Linked DNA regions of Mus musculus: regions 1, 2 and 3 are each linked to region 4. Evidence: chromatin contacts called from public ChIA-PET, HiCAR-type and promoter capture Hi-C data. All regions are on one chromosome and are shown on one strand. Each heading gives the region's core, a stretch centred on a gene start, on an enhancer-like site or on the middle of the called end of the contact. The rest is flanking DNA. Distances are from core to core; before and after follow the strand shown.

Evidence for each region. Promoter capture Hi-C pulls out the DNA fragments that hold promoters and counts their contacts. ChIA-PET counts read pairs in DNA pulled down with a chosen protein or histone mark. HiCAR-type assays count read pairs that join an accessible place to other places.
Region 1: an RNA polymerase II ChIA-PET map of memory CD8 T cells shows a contact between it and region 4, with 11 read pairs. The contact joins the promoter of G3bp1 here to the promoter of Anxa6 in region 4. A contact is called at or near these places in 2 of 39 promoter capture datasets (embryonic stem cells and hippocampal neurons), 2 of 484 Hi-C or Micro-C datasets (B cells and liver), 4 of 115 datasets of contacts at active chromatin or transcription factors (embryonic stem cells, memory CD8 T cells and pancreatic cancer cells) and 1 of 9 other capture datasets (liver).
Region 2: a promoter capture Hi-C map of embryonic stem cells shows a contact between it and region 4, with 5 times the contacts expected there. The contact joins the promoter of Sparc here to the promoter of Anxa6 in region 4. A contact is called at or near these places in 6 of 39 promoter capture datasets (the 3T3-L1 cell line, the SN4741 cell line, cranial neural crest and 2 more), 1 of 484 Hi-C or Micro-C datasets (embryonic stem cells), 5 of 115 datasets of contacts at active chromatin or transcription factors (embryonic stem cells and microglia) and 2 of 9 other capture datasets (adipose tissue and embryonic stem cells).
Region 3: a HiCAR-type map of embryonic stem cells shows a contact between it and region 4, with 3 times the contacts expected there. The contact joins the enhancer-like site here to the promoter of Anxa6 in region 4. A contact is called at or near these places in 3 of 39 promoter capture datasets (the HPC-7 cell line, embryonic stem cells and hippocampal neurons), 1 of 15 datasets of contacts at CTCF or cohesin (the NIH/3T3 cell line), 16 of 484 Hi-C or Micro-C datasets (B cells, the BV-2 cell line, LSK cells and 6 more), 4 of 115 datasets of contacts at active chromatin or transcription factors (all in embryonic stem cells) and 1 of 9 other capture datasets (embryonic stem cells).

The regions. Positions count from the first base shown.
Region 1 is chr11:55,468,334-55,471,651 of GRCm38.p6, reverse strand. It overlaps G3bp1 (GTPase activating protein (SH3 domain) binding protein 1), which reads right to left and starts at 1,900. Exons shown (of 12, transcript NM_013716.2): 1 at 1,851-1,900.
Region 2 is chr11:55,418,519-55,421,617 of GRCm38.p6, reverse strand. It overlaps Sparc (secreted acidic cysteine rich glycoprotein), which reads left to right and starts at 1,538. Exons shown (of 10, transcript NM_009242.5): 1 at 1,538-1,830.
Region 3 is chr11:55,448,905-55,452,040 of GRCm38.p6, reverse strand. Atox1 (antioxidant 1 copper chaperone) reads left to right here. Exons shown (of 4, transcript NM_009720.3): 3 at 1,416-1,584. The coding sequence ends at 1,540. Among named protein-coding and RNA genes, the nearest start is that of Atox1, 11 kb to the left of the region's middle. Within about 2 kb of position 1,525, at least 11 of the 459 cell types and tissues checked have an H3K27ac peak or open chromatin away from gene starts, as enhancers often do. A contact at or near this core is called in embryonic stem cells, where this site is marked.
Region 4 is chr11:55,031,930-55,035,279 of GRCm38.p6, reverse strand. Anxa6 (annexin A6) reads left to right here and starts at 1,809. Exons shown (of 26, transcript NM_013472.5): 1 at 1,809-1,921.

The sequences.
Region 1 (3,318 bases), core at 651-3,150, 440 kb before region 4:
ATAGCCATCCCCTTCAATTCGATCATTTCCCCTTGATATATCTGACCTCAGTAACACTACCTGGACTCAAACTTCCCAAGTTAGAAAGCAGGTCACTGCCTTATTTTAAAAGGTGATGAATTACTAACATTCGCCTACCCCTCCGTGCAGGTTAAGTAGAACCCGTTCCAAGGAAACAATGTTATATTCAGAAGCAAGGCAGTTAAATTCAGCATGCATCCCCACAGCGTTTGGTTCTTCGTTGCCACTTTGTTAAATGTCAGTGGTCTTTAACTTTTTGCAAGGATGTGCCCCTCAAGAACTAGTCCTGAAACTTCTGTTGTAGTCTTCGATGTGAAACATCTGCCATTTAACGTGCTTTCTAGCCAGGGGTTAAAGGCAATCCTCAGCATAGAAAGATAGGCTGACCACAGATCCTTGAAAATAGCTTTGCAACCCGTAGAAGTCAAACCAAGTAAGTACTAAAATAAATTACTCGGTTGGGCTTAGTGGAGGCACCTTAACTCTTGGCACCGAGAAGATTCTGAGATCCTCTTGAATTCCAGGCCAGGAAGGGCTCCACAGTAAGAATTTTTAAAAAAGGCAGTTGATCATCGATGGTTCGGCAGGAGACCTAATGGCTGTGCTTGCCAACAAACCCAATCGGTGACTGTGACCCACTGCACAATAACTGGACACTGGACACCATCCTCTCCCCAGCAATTTCAGATGTGACTTATTTTTGTGGCTCTGGTGACTGAACCCGGGGCTTCCTGTATTCCATGCCAAGTGCTCCACCTCTGCACTGAAGCCCGGGCCGGTCCTATCCAATTTCAAACTTTAACTTCAACTCTTGTAAGAATTTAAACACTTTGTTTCCTTGGACTTACGACCTTCTCAAACAAAGGTTTTTTTAATCTAAGTTTGTTCTGATTCACAACTAAAACATTCTAAGTTAAAAAGGGGTCTTGAAGAGTCAAGATCTAATGTCAGAGTTTGACTTCCTGTTGGCGGGAATTTCCCGTTACCTCGAGGTGCGTTTCGGACCTGCTGAGAGGCACACTCGATTACATTACACTCACTGTATTTTTCTCTATTTTTCCCAGAAGCTAACTTGGAGGCGCATCTATCTATCTATGTAAGTGCGAAGAAAGCTAAGTCTTCCTTTGTCATTCAAAACCCCACTCCTAATCTCTTCTCTGGAGTCCCCCACTGGCTCGCAGATGCCACCACGGGACTTCTTATACTGGGGTTTGCACCTCAGATTCAAGAGCTCAGTGGCCGATGGTGTCCCACAGCCACGTAGCCTGCACAGATGCCTGTCCTTTCCCTACAGAGGGCCTTGATTCCACCTCGTTCTCCTGTTGACTGGACCTACCTGATTGCACCCAGGTGACCGGGAAGGGCGGGAAAAAAGGGAACTCTCGGCATAGTGCAGGGGGAAACAGTGGGGGGATTGGAGAGATCACGTCTTGGCGTGGCTGTCTCTGCACCACTGAGCCCTTGAACCCGGGGTCGCGCGCCTCCGTTCTGCAACCCTGGGAGGCGCGATCACGCTCTCAGCTTGGGCTCCCCCAACCCCCATCCCCATATCCGAAGGCTTCCTTAGGGTCCAGGCCCAGCTATACCATCCGGAAGAGCCGGCGCGCGCCAGAGAATGCGCGTGGAGCACGCAGGGCCGGCCAGACGCGTGACGCCCGCCGTTGGTGCGGTGGACCACGCGCGGGCCCTAAAGCGCAGGCAGGAGGCCGCGCCGGCCGTTGGTGGGGGTGGGGACGCGCCGCGCGGTCTCCCGGGGCGCCCCGCTCGCGGCCGCAGCTCGGCTCATGCCCGGCCCGCATCCGATCAGCCCCACCCGCGGGCCCAAGTACCTGCGCGGCTGAGCGGGAGGACAGGGCTGCTACGTGGGAGGAGGTGGCGGCGTCCCTCGCGCGATGCCGCGGCACGCGTGCCCGCCGCCCGCTATATAGCCGCGCTCAGCCGAACCTGCTGCTCCCGGTCGCATGCAGGGACCAATGGCCGCCTCGCCACCGCGCCCCTTGGCTATGATTGGACAGCGTCTTTGTCTAGAGGCCGAGCTCCTGAGTGGCTGCCGCATCTGCCTATAACTGAAGGAGCTAGAGCCCAGATGGACACGAAACCTCGCCAATACTCAGATGGTCTATAAAAATGAGGGCGGGATGCACTGAGAGCGACACTCAGACAAGCCAATAGTTGCATGCACCCGTTCTCATTGGCTTACATTTCTTTTTCTGGGCGGAAACCCACTGTCCAGGCAGGAGCGGTTGATCCACAAGGTGGGGCCCGTGTACTTTGGGGAAGTAAACCCCATGCAACTAGGAGGTAGGCGCGGGCGGGGAGCAAGGAAGCCCCCAGCCAATCGCAACACCGAATGGAGCTGATTGACAGGGAGGGATGGCCCTCTCCAAAGGCAGCCCCAGGGCCGCCGTGCCCTCTGGAGCGGTTAAGAGGATGGACTAGCTGCGTCTTCCGTTCCCTTTCCTTTCTCTTCCTCTTAGGTTGAATCCTGTCCTCGAGGACCGGTCTCCCGCCTTCCCAGGCGACTCTGGTACCCGGGATCTAAGTAACAGTTTCCCGGGTTTTGTTTTTTTGGTTTGGTTTTTTTCTCTTCGCATCAAAACTTTTTTTGCATGCATTTCGGAAGAGCAGGAGCTGCTGACCCTTAGCATTACTCAGCACGAATGCAGTGGCGACCGAGGACAGCGAAACTGGCTTGGTCGGCACCCCAGAGCATACCGCGAGGCAGCCTCCCTGGCGTTTGGGAATGCTCTTGTTCCCGGGTGGCTTCCAAGCTGGCGTGCCCGGGTGGCTCCTGGACGTTTTCAGGTTTTCCAATCTTGTGATTGCAGAGACAACATCCCATCTTTGATCACCCTCTGGCTGGCGAAAGTTATAGGATGCGTCACCACCAGCCATTGTCACATGCTTTTCAAACTGAAATGGGAACTTTACCCAACTCCTAGGCAGACACGCCTAAGGTTCCCCCATAAAGGCTCCAGGGTCCAAATAGTAGTACCTCAGTCTGCTGCTGACCCCAACTCGGGGGGGTTTTGTGAGCCTTCTGGCCACCATGAGCATTTTATATTAAGAGCTGTGATCCAAATGCTAAACACAAACTAGACTAGTCTGTGTTCCCTGGAGGCAGGGAGAATTCCAGGCCATCCTGAGCTACACGAGTCCAAGGCCATTCTGAGTGACATGAAATCCTGAAAGCAAGCTAAACTCGCATTAATTTGTTTTGTTTCAGGGCTTTTCGAGGCAAGGTCTCCCCTTGTAGCCTATGCTGAGCTGGATTTACCATACCCTAGGCTGATCTCG
Region 2 (3,099 bases), core at 289-2,788, 390 kb before region 4:
ATGTTGAGGTGTCTACTTCCTGTGAGAGAGGCAAGGAGACTTATATGTTGAGTGGACAAGGAGGGCTTATCTAAGGAGGTGACATTAGAATAGAGTTCTGAAGGATGAGAAAGGTCCAGGCTCAGGAAAGGTCCAGTCCAAACTGCTTTGGCTGGAGAGCAGGAGGAGTGTGGTAGATGAGGGCGTGGCAGGGAAGGCAGGGATCCTGGTGTGTATAAGCTTATCTCTAGACTGTTCTTTTACCTTCTCCAGTCCCCTGTTATCCAAACTCAATGGCTGCTTCGATATCTACGCTTTCAGGAAGTTTCTGCTGATCTGACCCCCTGGGAGAAGCCTTGGGGTCTGCATCACTGAGGAAGTGGTTCTGCACATGAGGTGCATCCCTTTAGCCACACCCCAAACTCCTGCCACCACGTCTATTCTGGTACCTCCCCAGGTAGGCAGGCCCAAAATGTTCAGTCAAGAGCTGCTGCATAGATGAGGAGTGTCCATGTTCCCCAAAGAAGAGTGGGGCTGAAATGTAGACTCAGCGTTCTCAGACCACTTTTGGTCAGGTGTTACTGGGTAAGCTGTTTGCCCTGCGTGAGCCTGTGCCCCTGTTATTAAAATGGCCTCTTGGGACCGGAGAGATGGCTCAGCGGGTAAGAGCACTGACTGCTCTTCCAGAGGTCCTGAGTTCAATTCCCAGCGACCACATGGTGGCACACAACCATCTGTAATGGGGTCCGATGTCCTCTTCTGGTGTGTCTGTCTGGGCTGCAAATGCAGCTTCATTGGTAGCATGCTTGCTTAACAATCATTAACACCCCCCCCTGCCCCCCCCCCGGCCCCGAGGTCAATCCTCAGCACTAAATAAAATAGTCATGGTAGGTAGCACACACATGTAATCCTAGCACCCTGGAAGTAGATAGAAGTAGGAAGATCAATAGTTCAAGGTCATCCTCAGCTACATAGTGAGTGGTCAGCCCAGGCTACGTGCGACCTCTTCCAAAACCAAACAACACCTAAATGAAAGGCCTGTGGCTTCCCCACCAACCCTGCTATTGCTTCTGATCTGACTATCAGTATTATTGCTCTGAGTTTGTCAGGTACTGACAGCGCAAGTCTTCCAGCTTAGTTCTAATCCTTCACGTACCCGTGGTTGGTGCCACTAGACCTAGAGGGGACTTCGCCTCGTTATCAAGGATGATGCCACCAGTATCACCAGTGGCAGCTTGTTTTGTTGGCACTGAGAAAACTGGGTACTTTTGCTCCCCCACTGCCATGCCAGCGTGCACTCTCTGCCTTGCTGTACATTGCTAAGCCCAAGAGAGTGCTCAGGCAAGTTCACTCGCTGGCTGTGTGTAAAGTAGGACAAGGGGCTTAGCCGTGCCTCTGTGACTCTCTCTCTCTCTCTCTTCTCTCGGTTAATGTCTAGGACTCTTCAGTCAGCAGCCTCGGCTCTGAACAAGGCCTGGCCTGTTCTAGGTGATTCCAGCAGCTGTTCCAGCCCTGACCCTCATGTCTGTTTAGGCAGGAGCCCCAGAACAGATGAGACAGGTGGGGCCAGGGTGTCTGGGTAGCACACAGCCTACCACAAGGCAAGGAAGGGAGAAAGAAAAGACAGCTTTGGTTCTGGGGAGAAGGGGGAGGCAGGCCAGGGGAAGGAGGAGACAGAGGAGGAGGAGGGCCTTTGAGTGGAGGCGGAGGGTGAGACAGACCCTGCCCAGAGCTCCAAGAGGCTTCCTGCTGCTCGCCTCTAAACCCCTCCACATTCCTGCAGCCCTTCAGACCGCCAGAACTCTTCTGCCGCCTGCCTGCCTGCCTGCCTGCCTGCCTGCCTGTGCCGAGGTATGCACCTCCCTGTCAGCCCCTGCCCTTCTGTAAGCTTCATCATCTCCTCTCTGCCCCATCCCCATGACCAGTCTCAGGGGGAGGTGAGCTGGAAACCTGTTGCTCACTCACAGGGGAACTTGTTGTCTCTGTAGCACTGCAGAAAATAGCCATGGTTTGCGGGGACCGCTTTCTCTGTGTTCTCTGGTGGCAGAGGCTACTGGTCTGTCCTCTGTCACCCTCGGAGGCAGCTGCCTCCTTTTCTGAGAATCCGATCCTCATTTGCCCATCATGACTGCCAACCCAGAGAAAATCTGGCTGGCAGCCTGTTGGGTCTGGCTTCCTATTCTGGGAGAACAGACATCCAGTTCTGGGTCAGAGCACTGTTGTCCAAATGGGACTTTGCAAGAAGGATAAACAGATCTGTAAACAGCCAAGGCAAGACATTCCCTTTAGTCAGTTCCTCTGGGAAGGCTCTGGTCCCTTCAATCTCTGTCCACCCCCACCCCATCACCCCGTGGCATTTCAGTCAGTCTGAAATGCCATTGTCTCTCCCAGCCTGGGGTTGCCATTGTTCCCAGCCTAATTCTGAGAGGTGGTCATCACTGGCATTAACATTGCTTCTACCGTATCTAGACATCTGAGAAAGCCAACAATTTGATACAATCCAGAGACGACAGGGAGGAGGGTGTGATGGGGAGGAGGGAGACAGAGAGATATAGCTCCAGGACACTTTTCTTGCTACTACTGAATCTATCCAAGACTCAGCCTGTTGAAAGCTTGTCTGCTCCAAGCTGTTCTGTAAACTTCCTGTGACTCCTAGAATGGCTGGAAATAAGCCTCACCTAAGGGGGACAAACAGGTATCAGGCATCTGCCTCAGGGACAGACAGCACACCTGCAGGGAGGGAGTGTCTCCACTGACAACTCTTTTAAGTTTCTAGAACCTTCCTAGTGTAGGGAGTGGAGTGAGATGCGGACCCTACATGAGGTAACAAGCTTTAGGCAATTTGTGGGCGATCTCACATAGCCATCTCCCCTGAGTGTAGCCTTCCTGTCCTAAGGAAGAGGGATAGCTTTTGGGGTACCCGAATTCCCCTAAGACTTCCCAAGCAGGGTCACTTAATTGAGCCTATAAAGTGGTCTACGAATAAGCAACTTCAAAGAGTCTCTGGAATTAGTGTGTGTATGTGAGTGCGCGTGCATGAGTGTTTCTGTTTGTGTTTAAGAGATGATGGGTGTCCACAGCTTTTAGGTTTAAGATATTCCCAAACAGATGCAGACCCCC
Region 3 (3,136 bases), core at 276-2,775, 420 kb before region 4:
GTGACTTAGTGAGACCTCCTCAAATAAAAAGTATCAAGAGACCTGGGGATGAAGCTCAGTGACAGAGTGCTTGCTGGGTGTGTTTGATGCTCTAGGTAGCAGTAACACACACACACACACACACACACACACACACACACACACAGGCTGGGGAGCCCCAGGGCTTCAGTAGTAGAATACACATGTGAGACCCAGTACCACGTTGAGAGACACAGAGACAGAGACAGACAGACAGAGCACACAAGCATTAAGTACTCAGTGAGAAAGGGTGCTTGCTGCCAAACTTGAGTTTAATTCTAGGACCCACATAGAAGGAGATATCTGACTCTAAGTTGTCTTTGACTATCATACACGCTCTCACACACTCACACACATGCACACACACATGCACACACACACACATGCACACCCCCAACACATGTACCTCACTCATTTACCTCCCTCACATGCATGCTCATTATGCTCACTGACACACTGTCATACATTCCCTGACTCACACACATTTATTCTCCCACACACTCAGACTGACACACATACACGCTCGTATACAGATTCTTTTCACACACTTGTTCACTCATACTTGCTAACAGAGACTCACACTTAACACACACTCACCCGTGTTCTTATTAAAATTAATAAGATTTTTAAAGAAAGCGGTTGGAGAGAGAAGAGTACAGCTGCTCTTGCAAAGGTCTGGATCCCGTTCTCAGCACCATATGATGGTTCACAGCCAAGGAAACCAACGCTCTCTTCTGACCTCCATGGTCATTGCACAAACGTGGTACACAGATATACATGCAAGAAAAACACATACAAAAAATAAGTAAGTTCCCGCCTGAGAAAACGCCTTGATGGTTAAGAGTATGTACTTCTCTTGGAGAGGACCGAGCACCACATCTGTCAGCTCACAACCACTTACAACTCCAGACCCTACACCTCTGGCCTGCAGGGCACCTCTACTCATGTGAACATACCCACACACTGGCCCAAGCATAAACATAATTTTTAAATCTTTTAAATAAGATTATAAAGAAAGGGAAGGAAGGAGGGCTTGCTAAATTGGGAGGTTGATGTGGGCATGGGAAAGTGAGGTGGTAGTGATAGTAGGATTGGGGGGCGGGAAGACGGAAAGAGAGGAAGGAGAAAAGGAGAGAAGAGACTCACTCGCGGGGCTGAGGAAAGAGGTTAGAGTGGAGTGTGCACCTGGTACTTGAGGCCTTGGATTCAAGCCCCATCACCCAAACGCCTTACACATAGAGAAGAGCCTGCAGCAGAGCCTGCCGCGCTCACAGTACCTAAAACAGAAAGAGCTCGCCGGGTGTGACAGGAATATTAAGGAGGCCGACCTCTTTGTTCCAGTGAGTGGAAGGGTCCTGCTTCCCCCTCCTACATCCCAGTTTGCTTCTTCCCAACAGGAGTGGAGTTCAACATTGACCTGCCCAACAAGAAGGTCTGCATCGACTCTGAGCACAGCTCAGACACCCTGCTGGCAACCCTCAACAAAACAGGAAAGGCTGTTTCCTACCTTGGCCCCAAGTAGCCAGGACCTGGGCGAGTCCTTCCGGATATAAACTGAAGAGGCAGGTGGGTGAGGTCCCAGCCATTGTTGCACAAGCCTGTTGCTTCTCCTGGGGTCCCTCATCTGAAAGGCTTGAGCCCAGAAGCAGTTCAGATTGCAATTTCTTTGGGGTTTGGAATCTTTGCCTAAATCCACCCAGAGGGCATCCATAATAGAAAAACCCCAAACCTTCTCACCATCCAGCTGGCACTGTCTAGTTTTGGAGCACACTGCAACTGGGGTTCCTGGATTTGAGGTGCTCAGACTGGACTTGGGCTTCTCGAGAGAGAGGTAGGGGGTGCCCTGATATGTCCAGCCCGCTGCCCCTCTCTGGAAAGGTCACAAGCACGTCCTCATTGTCCAATACAAGCGAGAAGTTCGGGGGTCTTGAGGGCCTCCTGTGAGCAGACAGAGTGCTGTGTTATGTTCCCAGAGTCCCACGGGATTCGAGGGGCACCTTGCTTGGTCAGCGTGCTTTCAGTTTAGAGTATGTGACTCTTCTGAAATGGTGAGCCTCTTACTTTGGTGAAGTGGCTGTCCCTTCACAGTAGTGTCCCACACTGTGTCCCAAGCCTCTGTCATCCCTCTTCATGAGTTCTTGCTCACCCTGCCTTTCCTTCCACTTGGAGCCGGATGTGGCGCCAGCCCAGCCTGGTGCAGAGTCAGTGACCCATCTAAGCTATCTTCCTTCCATGTTACCGGTCCCAGGGAGGCAGGAAGTGGACCAGTGCCAGTGCCCTTCTGTCAGGAAGCAGGACAGTCGCCTGCCCACCCAGCAGTCCTCATTGTGTCCAACACCCTCGCTTCCTCTGCAGTGTGTCTGACCCATGAATTACTGCAGTCACTTTGGTGGTTTGTGTTCTCTTTGGAACTGAGAAACACGAGGCCTGGTGAATGTGAGTGAGCTGACCAGAGCCCCACGAAGGTGGGTGGCAGAGGAGGGAAGGAGCCAGGCAGTCTGTGCGAATGTGTAAATGATAGTTACGATAGTGCTGACTCTATCAGTGACCCATGAGGGCCCCTGGCAGAGGCCAGCTGTAATCAACTGGGGGTGAGAGGTTCCCCTTTGTGTAGAGTATCCTCCTTAATGTGAGCATTTGGAACCTAAGCCATGTGTTCTGTGTCTATGGGACATTCCAGCAAATTAAAAAGTGAAGACGATCCAGTTCACAGGAGGCTAAGGCAGGAGAGGAGAACCAGGAAGTCAAGGCTAACCCGGGTTAGAGAGAGAGACCCTGACTCAAAAAGTAAATTTAACAAGGACAATGACAGAAAATGAGGGTGCCTGCTACTGAGCCTGACAACTTGAGTTCAATCTCCCATGTGGTGGAAGGAGAGAACTGAGTCCCTCACATTGTCTTTTGCCCTTTACACGCGCACACGCAACACATGCACATCCACACACACTCAGAACACACACACACACACTAAATGTAGATAAGGAAGGAAATAGAAGTTAGTGCTCCCTGCCTTTCCTGGCCCTGGACTTGGTCCTCTCCCAGGAACGAGCCAGCGTGGAGTCTGGGGCTCAGCTCCGCTGTGGTTCGCACAGCCTGGACGTGCTTCCTGTACCTGAGA
Region 4 (3,350 bases), core at 560-3,059:
CCAGAACCTACATGGGGGAAGGAGAGGGCCAAGTCCTGCAAGTTATCGTCTGACCTCTGTATGGATGCGATGATAGCACTTGTGCACAAAAGTGAGTATATGTGCATGTGCACACTTGTACCCACACACGTGCACCCACACATGTGCACACAAGTATGTTAATTTAAAACAAGGGTGGAATATTGAACCTTATGACTGATGGAAAATGCCCAGTGAATGACAGCAGTTACAACTGTGTGCAGGGAGACCACGGACCCCATCTTGTCAGGCAGGGCCAGCCCTCTTCTGTTTTCTTCCCCAACCTATTTATTTATTTGATTTTTTTCTGAGAGAGTCGCCCAGGCTGTCCTTGAACTTGCTATGTGGTTGAAGATGGCCTTGAACTTCTGATGCTTCTGAGTGCTGGGATTACAGGTATGAACCCGTAATTCTGATTTCATGTGGTACTGGCTATCCAACCCAGGGCTTCGTGCATGCCAAACACTCTACAAACTGAGCCACAACCCCCAGACCATTATTATTGCATGTTTTCTGAGACAGTCTCGTGTAGCCCAGGCTGGCCTTGATGCCAGTGATGACCTTGAATTCCGGATCCTCCTGCTCCAGCCTCTCAGTGCTGGGATGCAGGCTCTGCTGATAATCTGCTCCTCTCAAAAGTTGTAATGGCATCATTCTCGTTCTGAAGGTGACACTGCCCCACTTGCTTTGCCCCAAGTGCTTCCTCCACCTTAGCCCCAGGCTTCCCATAGAGAAATCTAAACCTCTGTCTATTGGCAGGTCCCAAGGGTGGGGCTGGGCAGCAGAGCTCACCTGTTCAGTTTGCTCTAGCTTGCACCAGAGGTTCAGTAAGTGTTCTTTGGGTGAAATGAAAAACAAACAAGCAACAAACAAACGGAGGACAATTTTCCAACTAGATCTTGGAAGATGCTTACTACTCTCTGAACGAGTGACAGATTCTGGAGATAATATTTTTTAAACTTTTAACTTTTAAAAATTACATTTTCTTTATTGAAGTGCAAAAAATATGTGCGAGCCCCCTGTAGGGCAGCAAGCACCTTGGCCTTCTGAGGCAGCTAGTTGGCTCCTGAGGATGACCCTTTAAAGAAACTCAAGGAACTTATTAACAAACAGAAGTCTGCTGTCCGCTGTGGCCACCAGGCAGTGGGGGCGGGGTGGGGGCGGGGGTTGGGGGTTGAGGGAGATTTCTCTATCAAAGCTGGGCTATCTGTTTTCCAGAGGTTGTACCGCTTTTCCACACAGACCTGGATGACAACTTCTGGTCCTCCTATCACTCCCTCTTCAACCAGAACCCACTCCCCAAGGCCAAATCTAAATTAGATTTCCAACCCCACAATCTGCAAGCTGAGTGACCCTGGGCGAGGCGCGGTCTTCTCTGGTCTTTCCTTCCTTGCAAAGTAGGTGACTACGCCTGTGACCCGATAGGGCAGGAAGGCGTGAAATCTGATCAGTCAGGTAAGGTCTCAACTTCAATTTTGGCAAGCTTCAAATTTCTCAACAAAGCTTTGGTGAGTAGCAGGAATGTTGGAGAATGTGTCCAGAACAGGACATTAATTTGACTTCTATTTCTGGGTGGCAGCGTGACCTTTGCCAAATCCCCTACCCTCTGGAGGTGACGTCAGGGCTGGGGTCAGAAACGACCCAGGTAAGAGGTGGCAGGTTTCCCCCGAGGGCGCCCTCCCCCATGCCCTTCCCCTGCAGCCGGTGACACCCAAACTCCAAAAAAGAAGCACTCGGGGTGGGGCTGGACAGGGCGGGGCGGGCAGCGAGCGAATCCGATTGGCCCCTGCGCGCCACGTGTCCCCCTCCACCGTGCGCCCAGCCTGCGCTGCGGCTGCTGCTAGGCTAACGGGCTTCGAGCTGCGTCTGTCCATACGCCCTGATCTGAGGCCTCCCTAGCGCGGTGAGTGTGCAGAGTCGCTGCGGGACACGGGGTCCAGGACTGAAGGGACCTGGTCGGGTCCATGCTGGTGTGCGGTCACCCCGGGGTGTCGCGGCTGGGTGTGTCCCGGGAGGGAACCCAAAGTGCTGGCGCTGGTTGACAGCACCCTGAGGGGGGAGGGGAGCTGGTGCCCCCCGCCCGGCCCCGCCGAGGGTGTGGTCCAAGACCCAGGAGCCTAATTGTCTAAAGTAGTGGAAAAACTTGGTGACCCTCGCGGGAGGCTGTGAGTTACTCAACTTGGAGAGCTTGAGGAATTGAACAGTCTGCTGAGCACCAGACGGTTCGTGGTGTGGTCCGGGAGAAAGGCTCCCTGATGCGGGTCAGAGGAAGGACCTGCTGTCTTTCCGGAGATGCTCACCTTTCCGGGAGCCGCAGAGGCTCTTAGCAAGATGCAGAGGTCCCACTCTGAATTTTGCTTCTCCTAAGCCAACCCGGCTCCTTCCCAGTTTTTCAGGGTCTTAGTTAGATGCTTCCTACTGACCTCGAATCCAGATCCCACCACCAACTTGCAGTGTGGCCTTGAGCCAGCCGCCTTTCCCTCTCTGAGCCCCCATCTCACAAGTGTTGATAACCCCCGCTTTCAGTCCTATGAAAGTGGGTTTGATTTGGCTGCTGGTTGGGGAATCTTGAGTACAGGTGTGGTCGATGAAACTCTCCTTTAGAGAGAATCTGGCTTCTGCTTCCCCCCACCCCCGCCCCACTCCCGCCCCACCCCCTTTTGTCTAAACTCTGGTGGGTCTTACTAGACACTTCCAAATTTGGGCATATGGCTCCAGGATTTGTAGGGGATCCTGGTGTTCCCTTAGAATCTGCCCTCCATTTCACCTCACCTGGCCAGATCACATCTTGAAGCTGCTGAGCCCACCTCTCCGACAGAATAGCTTGACTCTCCAGCCTTTCTTATCCCCCGGGAACTATTTCAGCCCCTGTATGCCCTGATGTTCTGGCTGCAGGCCCTAAGCCCTGCAGGAAGACCCTGGGCAATCCTCTCCCATATCCATGAGTTGCAGCTTGCCTGGGACACTTGGAAGGACTTCTTTTCTCTCTGGGCCCTTGTTCCCCATAGTGGTCTGCTGAGGTGGCCGCCACTTCCGGTGCCCCCCCCCCCCCCCCCCCCCCGCCAATTCAACTGTTCTCAGATTTGGGAGTGGGGTGTGGCTGGGCATGGAGGGAAGGAGAAGGCCTTCATCCCCTTGCAGCTGTGACTGTCGCTCACCATGTCCCTTTACTTCCTGTCCTTTGTTTGTGAGCCTCTCTCTGCTGGGATACTGAACCTATTTGCTGTTTCTGGCCAGGGGATGCAGCTGTTGCTGGACAGAAAGAACATGGATTTGCCCTGAGAATGGAGCTGCTGGGGGGTGGGGGTGGGAGTAGGGGTGGGGCTGGGAGT